Linked DNA regions of Ovis aries: region 2 is linked to region 1. A link is a contact called in public Hi-C data. All regions are on one chromosome and are shown on one strand. The core of a region is the stretch at or near the end of the contact, and the rest is flanking DNA. Distances in the headings are between cores, read along the strand shown. Region 1 overlaps UTP14A (UTP14A small subunit processome component). Region 2 overlaps BCORL1 (BCL6 corepressor like 1).

Evidence for each region. Hi-C and Micro-C count contacts between places; a contact is called where the count stands out from the background.
Region 2: a Hi-C map of liver shows a contact between it and region 1, with 4 times the contacts expected there. The contact joins two enhancer-like sites. A contact is called at or near these places in 12 of 16 Hi-C or Micro-C datasets (blood, hypothalamus, liver and 5 more).

What each region holds. Positions count from the first base shown.
Region 1 is chrX:113,837,342-113,842,585 of ARS-UI_Ramb_v3.0, forward strand. It overlaps UTP14A (UTP14A small subunit processome component), which reads left to right. Exons shown (of 15, transcript XM_060407428.1): 15 at 1-236. The coding sequence ends at 76. Among named protein-coding and RNA genes, the nearest start is that of UTP14A, 19 kb to the left of the region's middle. Within about 2 kb of position 2,015, at least 39 of the 54 cell types and tissues checked have an H3K27ac peak or open chromatin away from gene starts, as enhancers often do. A contact at or near this core is called in liver, where this site is marked.
Region 2 is chrX:113,936,497-113,942,451 of ARS-UI_Ramb_v3.0, forward strand. It overlaps BCORL1 (BCL6 corepressor like 1), which reads left to right. Exons shown (of 14, transcript XM_027963623.3): 14 at 1-1,412. ELF4 (E74 like ETS transcription factor 4) reads right to left here. Exons shown (of 8, transcript XM_042241901.2): 8 at 5,118-5,955. Among named protein-coding and RNA genes, the nearest start is that of ELF4, 42 kb to the right of the region's middle. Within about 2 kb of position 3,850, at least 2 of the 54 cell types and tissues checked have an H3K27ac peak or open chromatin away from gene starts, as enhancers often do. A contact at or near this core is called in liver, where this site is marked.

The sequences.
Region 1 (5,244 bases), core at 765-3,264:
CTCTGTCGTACAGAGGAATCCAAAACGACTCTCCATACGTCACAAAAAACATCTGGAGAATAACTGTGTGGATTGAATTGCTGAAGTAGTGACACCATGGTGCCGGGAACCAATAGCCCTGACTGTTCCTCCACTGGCCTGGTTTTACTTGGAGCTGCAAGATGATTCCAAAACAAGCTTAGCACACCATGGGTGTAGTTAAGCCACATTTTAGAAATAAAGGCATTTTTATCTAACTGGAATGTTTACTATGTTGTTATTTTCTTACCAAGGACTAAGTTGTCCTAAATTGGACTGGAGGGAAGTTACCCTAGCCTATGACCTTAAGTCCATGTCAGATATAACCATAAATAATCAGTTTAATAAGTCAGAAATAGTAACTAAATATTGTATATTCTCAACCTCTGAACCTAGCAGCAGTATGCACAAATCAGGCAATTGGATTCTGCTCGGGGCTGGTCCTGGGCTTCCCACGTGGCGCTAGTGGTAAAGAACCTGCCTGCCAATGCAGGAGATGTAAGAGACACAGGTTCGATCCCTGGGTTGGGAAGATTCCCTGGAGGAAGGCACTGAAACCACTCCAGTATGGAGAATTTATGTGTGAGCCTCCCAGCTCACAGGTTGCAGTCTAGAGTAGTTAGCACTTTTAGTCTTACTTTATAGATGAGGTAAATGAGCTTTCAGAAATAAAGCTCTATTCCCTTTACTTCCTAATGAAGGGCCAACTCCTCACCATTGTTTATGATTTATTCAGGTGTTACTTTGCTATAGGCAGTTCATGATCAGCTTCTCAGCTCTGAGGAACCTGCCTTTCTCTGGATGACCTTATGTATCAAAAGGGCCCCTGCAGCCAGAGATTCCTAACAAGAAATTGGAGAAACCCCCTCTGATAGGGAAAGGACATAGCCACTAGCGCACTTCACCTACTTCCCCACAGCCTTTTTAGACCTTTTCAATTTTTATGTCACAACCTTATGAGAATCTTAAATTATGAACCCTCACCAGAAAAAAACACCTACACCATTTTACATACAGCTTCAGGAGCTTTGCAGACATTTGAAATCCTGGGTTAAAAGTTCTGCCCCTCCACGAATTTCCTTTTGCAATTCTCCCCACCAGTATGGCTCTTTTTTTCTGAGCCCATCACTCCCCAAATCAGTTTCTACCTCAATGGTAACTAGTCACAATGCCTTTATTTTTTAGGTTTAAGATTTCAGTTAGTGACCGAGTAAGCACTGGGACCCTAGACTTAACTCTGAAGCCAAAAGCCACGCCACGTCTCAAATTCCCAGTGGCAGCTGTGGACCCGGGCTAACACTGCTCATCCTCTCAAGAACCTGCCCGGTGCTAGGAAGGGAACTGAGTATGTTGATCGTGTTCAGAGCTCAAGGGGTATTTTTAAATTATCCACTGGTTTGAAATTATCTGCGATCCACTTGCTGGCTGACACTGCCCGTATGGAGGAATGGGGGACCCCTGCCAATTCCTGCCTCTCTTTAAGAGACCTTAAGCTTCTCTTGCACTCTTTTGAGCACAAAGCTCCCACTTCTGTCCCACCCACCCCCCCAAAATCGAAGCACCCAATCAAGTGCCCCCAGTAAACGGCCAATCCCTTTCTACTTTCTCGGGACCCTCCTCAGCGCCGTGTGTTCCCCGCGGCCCACGAGTGATGCAAACGACCCTATCCTTCCAAGGGGAGGGCAGGCGCTGGAACGTGCTATAAACGACTCCCACTCCCTGCCTTCCAAGCCCCCAAACGGATTCGATTGTTGTTCCGTGGGGCTTTTTTTTTCTTTTCTTCCTCCGAACCTCCGAAGTGTTCTCCCTTCCCATTGGCCAGAGCTGCCCCTTGACGCCACCCTGGCCTTGCTCGCTGATTGGTCCATTCTGGATGTGCCCAAGCCTTTTTCCCAGGGTGTGGCCCCCCCCGCCCCCAACAGGGTTCTGACCCCTGGCTCCTCCCTTCCCTCCCAGCCCCCCTCTCTGTTCCGAATGGTACCGCCCTGGCTCGGCTCCCCCACGGCCCAGGCCCCTGCCCTTAGGGCCCCCGGACGGGGCGGGGCACGCTGGGGACGGGCAGAGGGCGGTGGTGGCGCCTTCCTGCCGAGCCCGAGACCGCCCCCGCCACCCTTCTGCAGCCCTCGTAGGTCCCACTTTCCCCTGGGCAGTTTTCGTCCAGCCTCAGTAGTCCCGTCCCGTCTGTGCGGCCCCCACCGTGGTCTTTAGGTCATCCCGATCGGCAGCGTTAAATCGCTGCCCTCAGCGCTCCACACACGCCCATCCGCCTCCACCCTCGGGTTCTTGCAGCACTCTCTCCCCGCGTCTGCTCACCCTTCCCCTCCCAAGCCCGCCGAAGCCCCGGCCCGCCTTCCTCGCGGACTGTCCTTCCTCAGGATCCCCCTCCCTGTGTGTGGCCCTTCCTCCCAGCGGCCTCCCCTTCGCGGCTTCCCCTCCCCTTCGTGGCCAGCGTGGTGGAGCACTCCAGGCCCACCCCGCCTTTCTCCGTACCCCGCGCTCCCTTCTTATGTTGTCCCTTCACGTCCCTCGCTAAGTCCCTCCCTCCCCAGACCCCCCCCCCCGCACCCGTACACACATACCCCTCCCTCCGAGGCGTCCCCCGGCGCCCCTCCCCTACCCCCGCTTGTCCACGCCCCTCCCACCCACCCCGTCCTTTTGTCTCCTCTTTGGTCTCTAAGTCCCCCGCCCCTCCCTCACTCCCGCCCTCGCTCCCCGCGAGCACGCTCTTATCTTCCCCGGGTCCCGGCGTCCCGCCCCCTGGCCGCGCCCCGCCGGCCCCCTCCCTCCCGCGGCCCCATCTCCGCCCTCGGCGCTCCGCCCTCCCCCCCGCGGCTCCGGGCCCGCCAGCCCGGCCGACCTCCCGGGTTCCCGGCTCGCTCCTCCCGCCGCCGCCGCCGCCGCGGCTCCCTGACCCACCCTTCCCGGCCCGGAGGCTTGCGCTCCAGCGCAGTTCCCCCCCGCACACACACGCACTCCCTCCGCCCCACTTCGCCCGGGCGGCCCTGCGGTGGCCAGACCCGAGAGGCGCGCAGCCTGCCCTCGGGGGAGCCTCGGCGCCCCGCAGCCACGGGCACCTCGCGGGCGGGCACACCTCTCCGGAGCGCGAACCCAGGCCAGGTCGCTCCCCCACCCACCCAGCCCGGCCCCCGGCCGCCGCCCGGGACGCAGGCGCCCGTCGGAAGTGTTTGAAGGACCCGGTGGGCCGCGGTGTCTCCCGCAACCGGGGCCTGGCCAGTGCGTCGCAGGGACACGCTGCGACCTGACCGACCGGGATGATTTTACCCAGAGCTTCCTCCCGGCTCCCGCCTCAAACCTGTCCCTTCAACGCGCACAGCGGGGACTCGGCGGCGAGCGGGATAAAGTGGAGGGGAACTGTCCCGAAAATACGCTGAGGGACCTTAGCAGGGGACTGTGAGGCTCAGAGAGGCAAGGGCCAGTGACACACCCCGGCCACCCAAGGAGAAAGGGCGAGCCCACGACGATCGCCTCGGCCCCCGCCTCCCAGTCCCGGGCTGCCCACCTCGCGGCGTAGAGCGATGTTGCCTCTAGCCTTTTGTATCCACCCCACTCGCTGGAGCACTGGAATTAAACCTCAGTCGGGACGGGAGACGCGGCTCAAGAGAAAACCCAACCACAGGCCAATGGGCACTTAAAAAAAAATTCTATCCTGCGATGCCCACGTTGAAGGCGTTTCCTCGCCTGAACCTCTCCCCCCACCCCACTCCCCACTCAGTCTTACCTATTTACCCACTAGACTGAAAGCTCTTTGAAGGGGGCCCTGTTTATCTCTGTGGCTCCCTCAATGGATCTCTTGTGATCAACAGACAAGTGGATGTATTTGTTAACTGCCCGCATTTGGGATCTGTCATTATCGTGTGACTTAAGGTTGTAAACTCGGGAGGGACAGGACCGGGTACGGATTACTAGCTCGTGCCAGGCACAGCATGATGCCCAGAGAGATGGGCCATCAACGTTTTTTGAGACTGGTGTAGTTAATTATGCAGGAGGCAGATGCCTACCTCCTCCTAGTCCTGAGAACTCCCAGTTCCAGAGCTGGATGCCTAAGTAAGGAAGAAAATAAGGAGCGGCCTTAGTTCATTCCCAGTCCCAGGCTGACTTCCTAGGACCAGACACCGCTACACTTGTTATCAGAACACATTGGGTGATGCGCCTTTCCAAGACTGAGAATGGGTTTGCTGAGAACCATAAAATTCCCAGTTTAACTCCCATCTGTTTGCAGATGGAATTGGGAGGAGGGAGGTAGCCAGTTTTTTTTTTCTCAGTGTGAAGCTAACTGTCCTATATAAGGATCAAACCTATAGCTCTTCATCCATTTACCCCAAGGTCAAACAGAACCCCACTGTGTCAGAGGAAGGAAGCTACAAACAAACCGGACCCAATCAACAGCAGTCAACCCCAGGGAAGGAGGGACAGTGGAAGTGCTCCTTCCTCTCATTTAAGGATGCAAGATTCACCATGTACTTGGCTGTAGCTTATTTGTAGTGTGGTCACTTTAGCGTTAGTCCAGTTCCTTGCCCACCTCACACCCCCGCCCACAGTCCAACAGGTCCTCTCTGTCCTTCCTCAGCCCTACACTGTCTTTACCCAAGCCAGCCCGCTCTAAATGGACATGGTCAGGGATCCAAGCAGAAACTCAAACAGTAACAATTGGACAGTGTCAAGAGAGTCGGACAGAGATGCCTCGGAGCGCCCGGCCTCCTCCTCTGCCTTGGCACAAATGTTCTTATTGTCCTGGAAAGAAATACGAAATTCCCTACCCAGCTGTGGAGGGGGGCTGCTCCAAGGCTTAGCCCCCAAGGACAGAGTTGCTAGCCCAACCCAGTCTCTCTGCCCCCTAACTCTTGATAATGGAACAGTCACCATCTCTCTTCCCTATCCTAGTCAAGACTGGCCCCCTGGACCATTTGTCCCCCTCTCCAAGGAGATTAAGGAAAGTGGGGCTGGAGCTATACATGAGGAGACTGCTACACTGTTCCAAAGTTCTCTTTAGGGACCGTTAGCACACCAAAATACATATTTGGAAAATACCCACAATTAACACTGGGAGAAAAACAGTAAACACAGTGTCACTTTGCCAGGCTCAAGAGTTTTGTTTTGTTTAAATGCTAATGGCCTCAAATGGGGAGCAGCATCCATCAGTTAAATAAACAAGCCATTAGACCGAGACTACAAGTGTCAACACATGACTAATCTACTAATTGGGAG
Region 2 (5,955 bases), core at 2,600-5,099, 100 kb after region 1:
TCCCTCTGAAAAAGTTACTCCCAGGTTTTTTTCCACCACTGGGGAGGAGGCAGGGAAGGGTGGGGGCCATTGACTTGTAAAACTAATGAAGGTGGTTGGTGCTGGCCCAGGTGTGGGGGGTTGGGGGTGAATCCTGAGGCTTTGGTGCTCACCCCCCCCAATCCCACCCCCCGACCCCCGTTCACCCCCCCTGCCCTTTGCAGCAGCCCTGCTGTTTGGAGATGCTTGTTTACTGGGGGAGGGGAGGATTGTGGGAGTAAGGGATTATTAATAGGTTACTCTAATGGAGAGTTGAGAATGGGTCTTGAAGGTCGCTGCCTCCTCACCGTCCTCACTGCCCTCAGAGTGCACAATATAGGTTTGTTCCACAGTTTCTTCCCCTGCACCCCTGGCCACCCTACCCCACCCGGGCCTTGCCCTCCCTGGATACTGAGCCTCTCAGCTCCCTCTTGCGCTTGTCCCCATCTCTCCTCCTTGCCTTTGAAGCATCCCTTTCTCTTCTCTCTGTCCTCAGCTCCTTCTCCCTCTGCCCCCCCGGCCCCAGTTCTCCTTTGGAATTCCCAGAGGGCTCTGGGATTTCCTGCCAGATGTTGAACCCAGGCCTCAGCTGTTTTGTAGGTGAGGGCAGGAGACTGGTCTCCCGCCAGGCCCCACTCCTGCTTGGGGACGGGGTGGGGCTGCGGGCCCGGCCCTACCAGGTCTCCCTCTCAGCGCTGGGTTTGTTGGTGGAGAGAGAGAAGGAGGGGTTTGGGCTGTTTCCTTGCCCCAGCCCCCTCTGTGGCATTGTCTTTCCCACTCTTGTTCTTATTTTTCTACCAATTGCTATTTTTCCGAACAATCCTTGTAGAGAGTATGTACCATCCAAAAGCAGGAGGGCCTCCCTACGGCCGGCTCTGGTTGGAGATGGTACAGTTTTATTGTACAGGTGCTAAAACAACAACAACAAAAGAAGAAAATGGAAAAAAAAAAAAGACAAAAAAAAGGCAAAAAAAAAAAAAAAAGCCAGTTTGAGGATGGGACAATCTGTTCTCTGGAGACTCCTGACCCTCGCAGGAGGATTGTTGGTTATTTTCTTTGTATTGTGTTTGTTCTTTGTTCCCAGGGGGAAGTTCTAGGCCCCCTTCTGTAGGACTGCTACCCACCTCCACCATACTGCCCAGTTGGTTTTGAACAGTTGTTCTCCCTTTTTAAAAAAAAAAAAATATATATATATATATATATATATAAAGTTGAGGGGTTTTTTTGGGTTTAATTTTCTGGTTTTGTTGGGGTTCATGGTATTGTGTGGTTTATTTTATGTTTGCCTTTACTTTTTTGCATTTGGGTGTGTATTTTGGCTGCCCTTTATGTTTCATTTAAGCAACTGGCTGTGGAGTCAAAAACACTTGCATACTGAAAAACCTGTGTCAGGGCTTCTGTCTCCTGTCTCTTTTCTCTGCTCCCCGTATTGGCTTTTCTGTAGTTAAAAACTGATGGGTATCCCTATGAAGTCTGTGGGGAAAGCCCTCACCCTGCTTTGCAGTTTGGGGTCCCTATTGGCACAGCAATTGGGAACAGGTAGAGTGACCAGTGAGGATTTGGGTCACTTTGGCAAGATCTGGAAAGAAAGGGAAAGGCAGGGACAAATCCTGGGGAGAATTGAGTACCTGCATCCGTTTGGTAGGCTGCGTGGGCGTGTCCCCGCACGTGAGCACACATTCCTCGATCCCCAGAGGAGTATGGTCAGAGGGAGAGGCCCTCTGAGGTGGCTGTGAGGGATGAGCCTCTTTAACTCAAGGAAATCACCTGCCTGCTAGCACTGCTTCCTGCCCTGTGTGAGCCGCAGACTTCATGGTCTTGTCACTCACTGCCCTCACTGTCTTGCCGGTGTCCCCTCTGCCCCCCTACATAGTGCAGACCTTCCATGGGTCTGCTTTCCTAAGACCCACCTGCTTTGGAGGCAAGATGCCCATCCTAGACTTTACAACTTTTCTCACTTCTGAAAACCAGCAGTAGAAAGTATGATTGTGACATGGTGACTGCTGGCTCCAGAATGAGCCTGTTACTGTTTGAAGGGAAGGGATGTCTGTAGGTCTGGGATGAGGCCCTTGTAAGCTATGCTCTTGGGATCTCTCACTGTGGCTGCCGTGTCTGGAGAGCCGTGTCATGTACTAGCCAGGGGGTCTCTCTGTCTGGCCAACAGGAATCCAGCCATCCTGCCCCAGGAGTGACCCTTGAGTTGCTTAGATGGAGGAGCAGCATTAATCCTCCCAATTGGCTTTCATTCCCCACCTCCTGATCCTGAGGCCTCAAGGCTTCCCAACAACACCTGAGGCCATGTGGTGAATGTGAGGATCCAGCTAAGCCCAGGATGCTTTGGGAGCTCAGCTGGATGGGCAAGGGCACAGGGGTAGCCGGAAGTGATGCCTAGTTGACAAGTAGGAAAATGGGAATTGGGGTGGCAGGGAGGAACCCTTGAACTAAGGGGACATCTGAACACAGGCTTGGAGACAAAGAAGAAGGGTAGTAAGTGCAGAAAGCTACAACCCACTTCAGTGTCACTGCAGCTGGAAGGTACAGGTAGGGAAGGAGAGTGGAGGAGCCCTGCCAGCCATGCCAAGGAGTGTGGCTTTGACTCTTGCCTGAGGTGATGGGGAACCAGGGAAACTCTAAGCCAGGGAGTGACAGAGGTTTTTCCTTTTTCTTTTAATACATTGGTAAAATATGTTGGAGGTAGGACAGGCAGAGGGAGGGAAAAAAGGTGATTGCCTGATTCAGAACAAAAGATGAAGGGAGAGCCTTAGGGGGTATAAAGATTTCCATTTAGGGCAGGATGGAGACGCAGTGGGCAAAGGAATAGGTGATGGTCCTTTGCGACTCCTGGACAGCCCTGGCCATTTGAGTGTGTGGGCATGCACACACCCCTTTATTTATCTGGAGAAAGGAAGAGAGTTGAAAGCCACACCAAACAGCAGTTTCTTATTTCCTTGCTTTTGGGCTCCCTTTTCCACACTTTTTCTGGAGCCCTCTCACTGCTCTTCTGCCAGAGTGGGAAGACCAAAAATGGAGGAATGGGCTGTGAATCCCATAAAGCAAGAGGTGAGTGTGCATTCCCTGGTTTGGACTGGGGAGAGGACGATCGCCTCTTATTAAACGATCTAATCCTTTTCAGTGTGGTCTCAGGGAAAGAGCCAGCCTGCCACTTCCCACCTAGGCTGATAGCGGGTGAGAGAGAACCCAGTATTTCGAGCCTTCATTATTCTATCTGCCAAATGGGGCCCAATTTACCGCCAATGGAAGAAAAACATACTGAGTAACCATAGCTGTTTAGCTGAAGTTAGTTCCTCCGACTGCCAAGGTCATGAGCCTACAGTTGATGGTCTTACCAGAGTGCTCCTCTTTGAGGTGCTGGGTTAAGAGGGAGACTCTCGGAGTCTCCATACTCCGAGAAAGGATGATCCGTTTTCACAGCAGCCCTATTTGGGTTGGGGGAGGGCGGCGAATTGGGCGGCAAACTCCTGCCCCTTGCTTACTTTAACCCACGACGGGGAAGACTGCTGGGCATTTTATTGTGTCCCATCCCTGCTCTGGTGGCTCAGACGGTAAAGCGTCTGCCTACAATGCGGGAGACCCAGGTTCAATCCCTGGGTCGGGAAGATCTGGAGAAGGAAATGGCAACCCACTCCAGTATTCTTGCCTGGAAAACCCCATGGGCTGAGGAGCCTGGTAGGCTACAGTCCATAGGGTCACAAAGAGTCGGACACGACTGAGCGACTTCACGTTCACGTTCCCTGCTAAGACAAGTGCGTGTGTGTGTTTAGGGAGGATGGAGTCCGCCCCAAGGGCAGTCTGCTTAGCAGCCAGCGGGAGGCGCCAAGTGCTCGGGCCTTCTGGACTCCGCCACGGAGCGGGGCGGACTCCACGTGTTCCCCTAGACCACCGGTTTCCCCGGCGAGGCGGACTGGCAAAGCCGCAGCGTTGGGCAACCGGACTCGGATGCCTCCTCGGCCGCGCGCCGGCACCCCCGTAGCTCGGGGTCTCGCCGCGGGCGGTTGGGGCCCTCCGCGGGCAGAAGGCTGTCGCGGGCGCCTCAGTTGCTCTCCGATTTCAAGGTTGAAAGCGGTGCTGCGTGCAACTGTAGCTAAAGGCAGTCTGCGGTGGGAGGTGAGCCAGGCCGGGAGCCCTGCGGCAGGCGGCTGCGGCTCGGGCTCACTCCCGCCGCCCGGGAGAGAGTGGAAGCCGGCAACCGAGGCCCGGCCCGCCGCGTGCTCACCTGCTAGTCCCGGAGGATACGGGTGGGGGGCGACGGGGGCGGGGCCAGGGCGCGACCGGCCAATGGGGAGAGGCTATTCGACTGTTAAATCCCCCCTGGAAAGTGGAGGGGGCGGGGGCTGGGGGTAAAGTTCCAAGCTCCCGAGCAATGGAAGGCCTGCTTGGGAACCAGAGCCGCCCAGGGACAGTTTGGGGCGCAGAGTCAGGACAGAGGGACAGGAAGATGCCGGCTGTGGCCGCCTCCGCCGGGAGCGGCAGGCCCCGCCCTGACCGCCTCTCCCTTCCCGGGCTCCGCTGGCACACGCCCGCCTGCGCCGGCTCCATAGCGCCACCTGCTGGACGCCAGCCGCACGCCTGGCGTGCCGAAGCCGAGGCTCTCAAGGAGCGACCGCGTTGGCCTGCCTGGCCTGGGAGCGGCTGGGGAATGAGTTCACTCACCTCGGATCCAGTGGCTTTGGAGCCAGAGGCAACCGCCTCTTTAAAAATACATGATGGGGTCAGAGGAACGACGATCGTGAGGATCACTTCTTGTTCCGTCCCTCCCACCGGGCCTGACATTTCCACCCAGGTATGAGGAAATAGCGATGAGTCTGTCCCAGGAAGGGGGCAGCAGCGAAGGGCAGGAGTTCAGAGTCACCCCGGGCGCCTAGTGACAGCAAGGCACTGCTGGAAGCAGCCCTGGGCTCCTCGTGGACCCTATTGTCCTGGGGTGGCCGCAGACACGGGCAAGGGAGGCTGCTGCTTGCCATGCTCTATGAGCGGTCGAAAGCCGTGGTAGGCCCCAAGTGTGGGAGTCCTTTCCTGGCCTCTCTGGCCTGCCTTAGTATAGCACTGAAATCTCCATGATTAGAAACAGGACTCATTCATTCTTTTAATAAATGTTTATTGAGCACCTACTGTGTGCCAGGCACTGTGCTAGGCGCTGGGGATACATCAGTGACTAACACACAGTCCCTGTCCTTGAGGAGCTCACAGTCTATCGGAGGGGAAACATACATAAACACATAGCTAAGGCGCTACCATGTGCTAAGTGCTACAATAAGAGGTATATACAAAGTGCTGTGGGAGCTCAGAGGAGGGAGTAATGCATCAGCTGTTGGGGGTAAGGAGCCAGTCTCTTGACTCCATCAAACTATTGCAAAGGCAGGGGTGCTGTTGCTACATGACCCTGGTTGAAATGAACCTATCTCCTGAGGCTCTCCTCTAGCCCTCTCCCATAACTACATCAGCACAGGTTAGTTTATCAGCTTAGCTAATTTAACACTTTGAGTAGGAAAGAAACTGGACAGGGAAGTTTCTTGAGAGGCAGGGGATGTTCAAAGTAGTAACAACTCTTGGGTGCTAAGGCCAGGGGTGGGGTGGGGGTACCATGAGGACACTGAGCCAGGGAGGGCCGGCCCTGGGCAGTGGAGCACCCGGGGTGAGTGTCTGTGCAGAGGGGAGGTCAGAGGTCACCTACCTCACTTTGGTCCCCCTCTCTCACCAGCTCAATCAGTAACCGTCCATTGATGCTTGCTAGATGCTTCGTAGTATGCCCTGCTACGGGCGACACAGTCCCACTCCCCTCAGAAGGTAACACACTAACTGGGGAGGCTACATAAGTCCAGGCCATTGAAGATTTAAGTAACAGTTTGTGATTATTATAGAGGCGATGTCACAGGCTGCTCACAGTCAGTTACCAAAGAATGGCACTTGCAACACATC